Regions from separate parts of the Zea mays genome. Here region 1 is linked to region 2. A link is a contact called in public Hi-C data. All regions are on one chromosome and are shown on one strand. The core of a region is the stretch at or near the end of the contact, and the rest is flanking DNA. Distances in the headings are between cores, read along the strand shown. Region 1 holds the start of LOC103649953 (importin subunit alpha-1a). Region 2 holds the start of LOC100279235 (putative protein kinase superfamily protein).

What was found. Hi-C and Micro-C count contacts between places; a contact is called where the count stands out from the background.
Region 1: a contact with region 2 is called in a Hi-C map of leaf, with 8 times the contacts expected there. The contact joins the promoter of LOC103649953 here to the promoter of LOC100279235 in region 2. A contact is called at or near these places in 17 of 25 Hi-C or Micro-C datasets (bundle sheath, ear, endosperm and 6 more) and 2 of 3 datasets of contacts at active chromatin or transcription factors (leaf and seedling).

What each region holds. Positions count from the first base shown.
Region 1 is chr3:35,821,416-35,826,021 of Zm-B73-REFERENCE-NAM-5.0, forward strand. It overlaps LOC103649953 (importin subunit alpha-1a), which reads left to right and starts at 2,870. Exons shown (of 11, transcript XM_008675648.4): 1 at 2,870-3,262. The coding sequence starts at 3,062.
Region 2 is chr3:35,679,596-35,683,980 of Zm-B73-REFERENCE-NAM-5.0, forward strand. It overlaps LOC100279235 (putative protein kinase superfamily protein), which reads right to left and starts at 1,893. Exons shown (of 8, transcript NM_001152256.1): 1 at 1,565-1,893; 2 at 63-542. The coding sequence starts at 1,610.

The DNA of each region.
Region 1 (4,606 bases), core at 1,620-4,119, 140 kb after region 2:
CGAGTCGTAGTCCTCGTCCCCTACTTGTGGTGCCTGCGCTCCAAATTCAACAATATTCCAAATGCTTTCGTGGAGTGAGGTTAGATGGTGCCTCATTTTATCACTTCACATGCAATAATCTTCACCATCAAAATATGGTGGTTTGCCTAGGGGTACGGAAGGAGCGCGATTTGAAATACGGGGATAGCGTAGGGGCATCTTACTATACTTCTTGCGCTCATGGCGCTTAGAAGTAGTGGACGATTCAGTGCCGGACGTGGAGGGTGACAAAGAGTCGGTCTCGTAGTAGACCACCTTCTTCATCATCTTCTTCTTGTCACCCCTCCTATGTGACTTGATGGAGGAAGAGGATTCCTCCTTGTACTTGTTGCCGGACTCTCTTGAGAGAGTCTTCCCCAAGCCCGTGGGCTTGTCGCCAGTCATGATCTCCCTCTTGGCGTGATCTTCAGACATCACTTCGAGTTGGTTAGACTCTTAATGTAGCACTGGCTCTAATACCAATTGAAAGTTGCCTAGAGGGGGGGTGAATAGGCGAAACCTGAAATTTACAAACTTTAAACACACACTAAGGTCGGGGTTAGTGTTATAATTAATCTTAAGTCCAAAAGATTGTTTCTCTTGCTAGGAGTTGCTCAAAGGATGCGGATGACGTATGGGAGCCAACTCAAATCAATACTAGCAAGGAAAAGTTAGAGAGTGGAAAGAGGGCAAATAAATCAGACGAGAATAAAAGTGAGTAGACACAGTGATTTATTTTACCGACATTCGGCTCCAAGAACCTAATCCCGTTGAGGAGGCCACAAAGGCCGGGTCTATTCCAACCCTTTCCCTCTCTCTCAAACGGTCACTGAGACCGAGTGAGCCTTTTCCTTAATCACACGGGTCACTAAGACCCCGCAAGGACCACCACACACTTGGTGTCTCTTGTTTAGTTTTACATGCACTTAGAAAAGAAGTGAGGAAGGAAGAAAGACAATCCAAGCGACAAAAGCGCAAATGAACACAAAAACTCTCTCTCTCAAGTCACTAAGTGGTTGAGATGAATTTGGGACTTGGAGAGGGTTTGATCTTTGGAATTTGTGTCTTGGAGTGAATGCTAGAGCTCTTGTATTGAATGTGAACTTCTGAAAACTTGGACCCCAATGAATGAGGTGGTTGGGGGGTATTTATAGCCCCCAACCACTTCCTAGCAGTTGGCAAAGGCTGCTGACGATGGGCGCACCGGACAGTCACTGTTCACTGTCCGGTGCGTGCCACGTCAGCACGTCCATTAGGGTTCGGAGCAGTTGACCGTTGGAGGCGTTTGTCTTTTTGCTGCACCGGACAGTCCGGTGACCTCTGACTTCTACGCTCTGACTTCTGACGCCACACTGTTCATTTGACGAAACGACTGTTGGTGCGCTGGGAGCCGTTGCTCCACTGGCTCACCGGATAGTCCGGTGAATTATAGCGGAGCGCGCCTCTGATTTCCCGAGAGTGTCTTGTTCGAAGGACGCCTGGCCTGGTACACCGGACAGTGTCCGGTGCGGCAAAAATCAGCACACTCTTAGTCTTGCTACAATTTTTGATTGAGTCCCTAACTGAAATTCTTTCTTGGTTTGTGTTGTATCTTATGCACCTGAGATAAATCACATCTAGCCAAACTAGTTAGTCCATATGGTTTGTGTTGGTCGTCAACCACCAAAATCTATTTATAGGAAATGGTTAACCATATTTCCCTTTCAATATACAAGACACATTTCTCTTCATTCCTAGAGACAAGATGAGACTAATGCGGGAATGGATGGAAATAAAGTCAATTAAGGAAGTTAATGGCCTTTGAAACACAAGAATCATAGAGGAACCATATCGTTCATTTTCACAGGAAAAAACACAAGAAACGGGAAAAAATCTGGCAATCCAAAGGGTCTAAATTTTTAAGAAGTTAAAATCTTTCTGAAACCCTTATAATCTCCCTCGATCTCTATGGGACTGTTTGGAACCATCCAGTTTTAAAGAAACTGGTTTATGGAAATTGAGGTGGTTCCAAACATACCAGATTATGCCTCAGTTTATAGAAATTGTATTCACATTTTCTTAAAAATCAAGAATTTAGCATCTCCTATTTAAAAAATAAAAACTGATTTTTTAAAAATTAGATTGCTTTCAAACATAACCTATATTTAGGGATGAAAGTGGTAATTCGAACTGTTAGGACAAATTTAATATTTTAAAATAGATATGTATAAAATTTGATATTGATCTTTTTTATGTTATCAAGCACATTAGTACAAATACGAATAAAATATTACATAAATTATTTTATGTATTATTTGCTTCCTACAACACAAAAAGTTGAAAAAATTACCGAATTTATTTCCGAATCCGTACCGAAGTTTATATCTATTATTTAAAAAAATATATGAATTTGAGGTTTACCTTTTATGAATCTTTAGAAGCTCAATGTTAAAAACAAGAATACAAATTTGTATTATAGATTCTATATCCTATTTATTCGCAATCAAAGAAAAACGACTAAAAAACTGATTACCGAATAAATACTGTTTCCGACCGTTTTCATCCCTACCTATATTGCAGTGATGAAAGTATGAAATCAACAAATCCTCCAAAGGAAGTTGAGAAAGCATAGGGCCTTGTTCGTTTGCGTCGGATTGCACCCGGAATCATTCCGGCTAATCAAAGTTTATATAAATTAGAGAAGCAATCCGGCCAGGAATTGTTCCGACCCACCAATCCGACACAAACGAACAAGGCCTAGGTCGGACCGGATCATGGTATAGATGGGCCGTAGAATTTATGGTGGGCCACAGTATCTCCAAATCTCGGAATGCAATTTAGCGGCCTAAAAAAAGGAAAAAAGCAACAAGGAAAAAGAAAAAAAAAGAATATTTCGATCGTGGTGTGAGCTTTAACTCCACTTTCCCACTAGCAGCTAGGGTTTCTCCCCTCTTCTTTTCCCCTCCTCCCGCTGCCCTCGGCTCCCACGACGCCCGGCTAGGGTTTTGCCTCCTTCCCGCTGCCGCCGTCTCAGCGAGCGAGACTGAGCTGTGCTTAGTAAGCCATGTCGCTGCGCCCGAGCGAGCGGGTCGAGGTGCGGCGGAACCGCTACAAGGTGGCGGTTGACGCGGAGGAGGGGCGGCGGCGGCGCGAGGACAATATGGTGGAGATCCGCAAGAGCCGCCGCGAGGAGAGCCTTCTCAAGAGGCGCCGCGAGGGGCTCCAGGCCCAGGTCCCTGCCCCTCCCTCGGGGGTCGAGAAGAAGGTGAGCATACGCCGCTCGCTCCGCTCTCTGTTATTTCTGATTTTTCCTTTTTCTGTTGCGATGGTATTCTAGCGTTGTGATTATGTCGCGATTGGACGAGTGTTCAGTACATAATTAGTAGATCAGGTCGACTGTTAAGCAATGCGAATGCGTTGTACTCGTCCTTTTATACATATAATACAAGTTGCAGTTCGAGCCCGTATTTGATTGCTATGAGTATTTCCTGCAGAAGGCTTCATGCATATTTGATTACTTGTCATTTAGAGTGTTTGGTACTTGCCACTGTACTCTCATCTACCTTTAGCCTTGTAGTATTCTGATTCTGATTAATATTAGGTTGATGACTAGATTAATTCTTCAGAAATTAGATTTTACACGCAGTCTAGTTGTGTTTTGACGAGCGTTTGATATTGATTTAGATGTACCAAAAGTTTTATTATTTATGCCTGTGATTTCTTAGGTATACCTATCATCTATATCATTCAGAAAACAGAAGTGTAGTCATATGGTTCGTAGGTTCTAGGTAGGCCAAATTTAAGTTTTCAAGGATGGTATTTCTAGAACATGTTATAGGTGATTTGCCAAGTGTTAGTATCGGTCATTTTTATTATTGATATAGGAAAGATTTCTTATTCCTTTTAGTCTCTATATGTCAATGAATGTGCACTATCACCTTATGACATGTTCTTGCTGCATTTTACTTTGTATCAGCATGTCTTGATCCACTAGACCAAGGAATAGCTCTTGATTTCTAGGGATGTTTTTCTGTCGCGGTCCTAATCAGGTGCAACTGTGCAAGCTATGATGGTGGAGAACTTTGTTGGTCTTGTTATTGATTGTTTTATTATCTTGTTGATCTTAGAACACTGCATGATTGATGTTGTTTTAATATTTGGAATGAGTATGCATAGTCATGTTTATGAATTCTTCAGAATCAGTGCTTACCATGTTATTGCTGTGCTGATTTGTTTTGTTGATGTACGCATTTTTGTCTTGTTTCAAAATATTTTTCCTCCTGATCCGATGTATCTTTGCTGTTACTACGAGATAGCATCATAGTTCATTTTTTTTGAAGTAAATCTTGTTGTCTACATATGTGGTCAAAAGTGTCAAAGAAATTAACCTTGTCTAACAACAGAAGCTTGGAGCTATGTTTCTAATTCTAGAGCTACATATGTTTTATCCTTGGATTAACATTATTCTAACAGAGTTTCTTTTTTCTGGCATTGTTAGTGTTATGTGGCTACTGAAATTGTTTTAGTGCTTTCCTGGTTTTGAGGTTTTGTTCTAGTGTTTTGCTTATTATCGTGTCTGTAGACTTTTATCACACCGTCACCATTTACA
Region 2 (4,385 bases), core at 643-3,142:
TTAAGCTGTGTGAGAGCTCATTTACAATCAGAATACTTCAAGGCTCTGGCAAATAGACTTACCACTGTGAGGAGACACTGGAGGCTGCACTAATCCCAAAGGAGCTGCGCTAGAATTTGAAGCTGCATCCGGAGGGTCAGCATCTACGTGAGCAGGAGCAGCTGTTGCTAAGTGTCTGGTATGCTGCACTGGAGGACGTGATAGATCTGAGGAATAAATGGCAAGATCTAAAGCACCAGGCATGTAACGATAGCTAGGTGCTGAAATAGGAGGATGTGTGGATGACATGGCAACTGCTGATGAATATAGCTTCTTTTGTCTTTGGAGGCCATCATCTGGTTGTGCAGAAACACTCACAAGGACTTTAGTTTGGGATGCCAAAGAATGAAATGGTCCCCAACCTTGGAATGGAGGCATGGCAGGGGCGACTACTTCTAGAGCAAACGTTTGAACAATCAAATTGGTCCCACTGAGAAACTCCAGGATCAATACAGCAGGCAAGACATTGGACATAAAATTTCTCAATGTGTCTTCAGGAATTCCTGAAAAAAAAGCTGTACACCATCCAGTGAGAATTATTTTAAGCAAGAAAGTACATTGTGTGGAATGGGCATAAAGCGTAGACAAAAGATTCTGGTGGCCCATGGCTCATTGGCTCCCTAAAAACAACATACAAATGTTATGGAGCCCTTCTAAGGTGGTAAGATAAAAAGGTCGTACCATATCTGCCCTTTACGTATGCCCTTGAATGATACAATTGTAGGCAGAGAAAGAAATGTCCATATGCACATAAACACACACTTGTGTTCCATCTGAATTACAAAATACCTCCACTCCCTTGTGCCAAACATTATTAACTGACACATTAGTATCCGACCTTCTCGATCATTTGAATCATACCATGATACATGTTCAGCAGATCAGATGTTCTTTGCCAAGGCTTGGCATTGTTAATTTAAACAGGATAGCTATGCCATTTCCCGATTCATTATCCAAGGTATTGTTTCACCTCATTCAGATTTGTCCACTCTCGCACCCATCGATTTTACACACGAGTGCGTTTGAATAAAACATAAGCATCGGAGTCGGACAAAAAAGATTACTTTTTCCCCCCACAAGCAAGGAGGCCACAGAGACTACGAATATGAAACTGCCTAGTATCTGCTGCAGTGTCCATTACATCCTCCTCACTGTTAAGCATAGGCTGCACAATCTCTACCGTATTGATTGTTCCATGGCTGCTGGCGCCTGGAAGACTACATGTGAACTCGAATCCGCCGCTCCCACTACCCCCAAACGGACTCGAATCTACAGGCGAGCTTTCCCACTGTGCGCCCAAATGTTGGTAACGAGCTCCCGACGGTAGTTGGAGCAGCGCGCCCTCCCATAGCCCAGACCCCGCCGTGGAGCCGTCATTTCCCCGCCGGCAGAACCTCAAATCGGGCAAGCACAATCGTGGCACGCGCCCAGACTACTCGAGCCCATCGCACCAAGCCTTCCATGAAGCAAGGAGCAGCAAGGAGGCTAGGGCCCACGCAGATCAGATGGGGGGGAGGGTGCTCACCTCGGGCTGGACCGGAGCGGCAGCCCGCTCGCCCGAGCCGCGCCATCCCCGGCGAAGACGCGAAGCACACAGCAGCAGCTGCTGCTGCTGCTACCGCCGCCGCGGGGGCAGGCGCGCTCGTCGCGGCGCTGGCGATTTGGGGCCCATGCGCGCGGGAAGAGGGGAGGGACAGGGACGGCGGCGGCGTACGGGGTGGAGTGGATGGATTTGGCTTTCCTCTCCGGCCGCTCTCCCTTGTGTTCGGGCGCGGGCGCGGCTCTCGGCAGCTGCCGGTGGTGGTGGTGGTGTGGCTTTGATTTGCTTTTTGCGCCTGCGCTGCTGCTTTTCCCTCCTGCGATTATTATTATCTCTCCCCTCCCTCGCCGCTGCAACCTCGGGGAGGGGAGGGGGATTTTTCAGAAGGGATCGGTGTGTGTCCTGTCCAGTCCAGTCCACTGTGGTGGTTTTACTCGAGGTTGAAAGACGACCGACGTGGGCTCTCGGGCCCTCAAAAGTCAATGCTCGCTCGTTTTGTCTACGGCCGGGGCGAGAATCGGCAATTTCACAGCATGCTAGTAGATCGACGATTTTGGATGGCTGTATGCCTGTATATATAGGTCCTGTTTGTTTCGGCTTCTTACAGCTTCTGGCCACCAAAAACTGCTGCAGACTGCCAAACGCTCAGCTTTTGAGCCAGCTTCTATAAAATTTGTTGGGGGCAAAAACCATTCAAAATCAACATAAACACATAATCGGTTGAGTCGTTGTAATAGTAGGAATCTGTCACTTTCTAGATCCTGAGCCCTATGAACAAATTTATCTTCCTACACGTGTAATCGTAATGATACTCAGATTCTCCCCACAGCCAGATTTCCAGAAAAGCTGGTCAGAAAAAAAGCTGAATCAAACAGACACATAATAACCGTCTCCGTCTGTCGCCGTTTCATTCCACACATGCAAGCACACCGGGCAAGGATAAAGATAAAATCCTAGTTAGGCTTCACGTGGAAGGCAACAAAAGATGGGTCACGCGGGGCTAGGCCAGCAGCCTACCTTGAGGACAAGCTAATCTATCGATATTAGGCCATCTCGAAGTCTAAGGCAGGCCTTACAAAGCCAACAGATATCTGATCAACGGAACAAATGGTCGCACAATTGAGGAGCACAACAATATTCTTCACAAAAAGCACACAAACATATGACTGTGACTATGACAGTCCATCCAGCTTATGTTTAGTTGTGGAAGATAAAGTGTCAACCGGAATATAGGTTTTATTCTGTCTGTTCTTGAAAAAAAATAGGCTAAACACGAAGTCTCTGCTCAGGTGAAGAAGTATGGAGTTAGATTCGTATACATGTGAAAAACTGCATACTTTAGAAAGAAGAGATCCTTCCGCAGATCTTCGTAAATTGCTAGTATGCAAAGAGATGCTGGCAACTAACTGGGGTGACTCCACCACGCACGTTCTAACCATCTCTTAGCTATTCAGCAAATACGAGCGAAGGTACCTCATAATCATGATTTGGTGCATAAGGAAAAATAGAAATGGATGAATCTTTAAAAACATACCACCAATAATTGAAAACATACCACGCCAATAACGAATGCAAAGTGTGTTTGTTACAGAGATGCTCCTAATTTGCCATAGAGTGAAGCCTTCAGACAGCCAATAGAATTGGAGCATGGCTACAACAGATCTTTTTTTTAATCCCCTCTCTAATCTCTTCCTATAACCTTGTACATAATATTTTTTTAATACAAAAGTATTGTAGGTCTTTCGTACAGTAATTGCCTCAAAAAAAATCTTAGGCCATCTTCGTCAATAACGACGTGCAAGGCAAACGAGCGAGTGCAGTTTGAATTGGAGAGTGGAATAGGAGCCTTAGTGTACAGTAGAGATGGCCAAACGGGCCGCCCGGCTCGGCTCGGGCCCAGTGAAGCCCGGCCCGGCTCGGGTCCGGTGAAGCCCGGCCCGCTAGACACGGTTATAAAATTGGGCTGGACCGACTAAGCAGGTGAGTTTAATTTTCTGTCCGAGCTCGGCCCGCATCGAGCCTAAACGGGCCAGGCCGGCTCGTTTAGCACGAAAAAAGCGGGCCGAAAAGCGGATATGCGGGCCGACAAGCACGTTTTAGTGTAAAATAACGGGCTTAACGAGCTTAGAGGTAAACGGGTCGTGGCGGGCTAGCCCACCGTGACTAGTTTCCTGTCCGAGCCCAGCCCGCTTATTTGTACCGGACCGGCCTGAGCCCGCATAGAACCGGACCGTGCCGGGCTCGGATCGGGTCCGAACAGCAGGCTTCGTGCCGGGCTCACGGGTCTCGTGGTTATTGACCATCTAAAGTGTACACGGTCACCGGTGAGTCACTAACGGGAGCCTAGCTGCTAGCTTAAGCGCCGCGCATCAAATCCGGGGCTAGACGTCGACATCGATCTCATGTGCGCAATCATGACCTACTGCTCTTCCTTTGCCGACTCGACTTCCCGTGCTAGCGTAGTAGCAGCGACGCTTTACCTCTTCTTTAATCAACGACCACAGCCGGGGGGCTCGTTTCAGCGTGGAAAAGCAGCGATGCGAGCGATGCATGAGATCGACGAGCGCCATTTATATTTCGCGGATTTACATACACACACATATATATAAGTTTTGTGCTCATTTTCTCTGCCGTGAACGTACGGTTCAGAGATGGGGCTGGGCTGACTATCGGATGGATCATGATGGGTCATGGCCACTTCTCTCTCACACACACGCACGCATAGGGATCGACTGGGGTTCGGCGAGTCCTTGTCCTTGATTTGAATTCAGGTGGCTGCTTTGACCCTCTCTGACAGGAAGGAGCC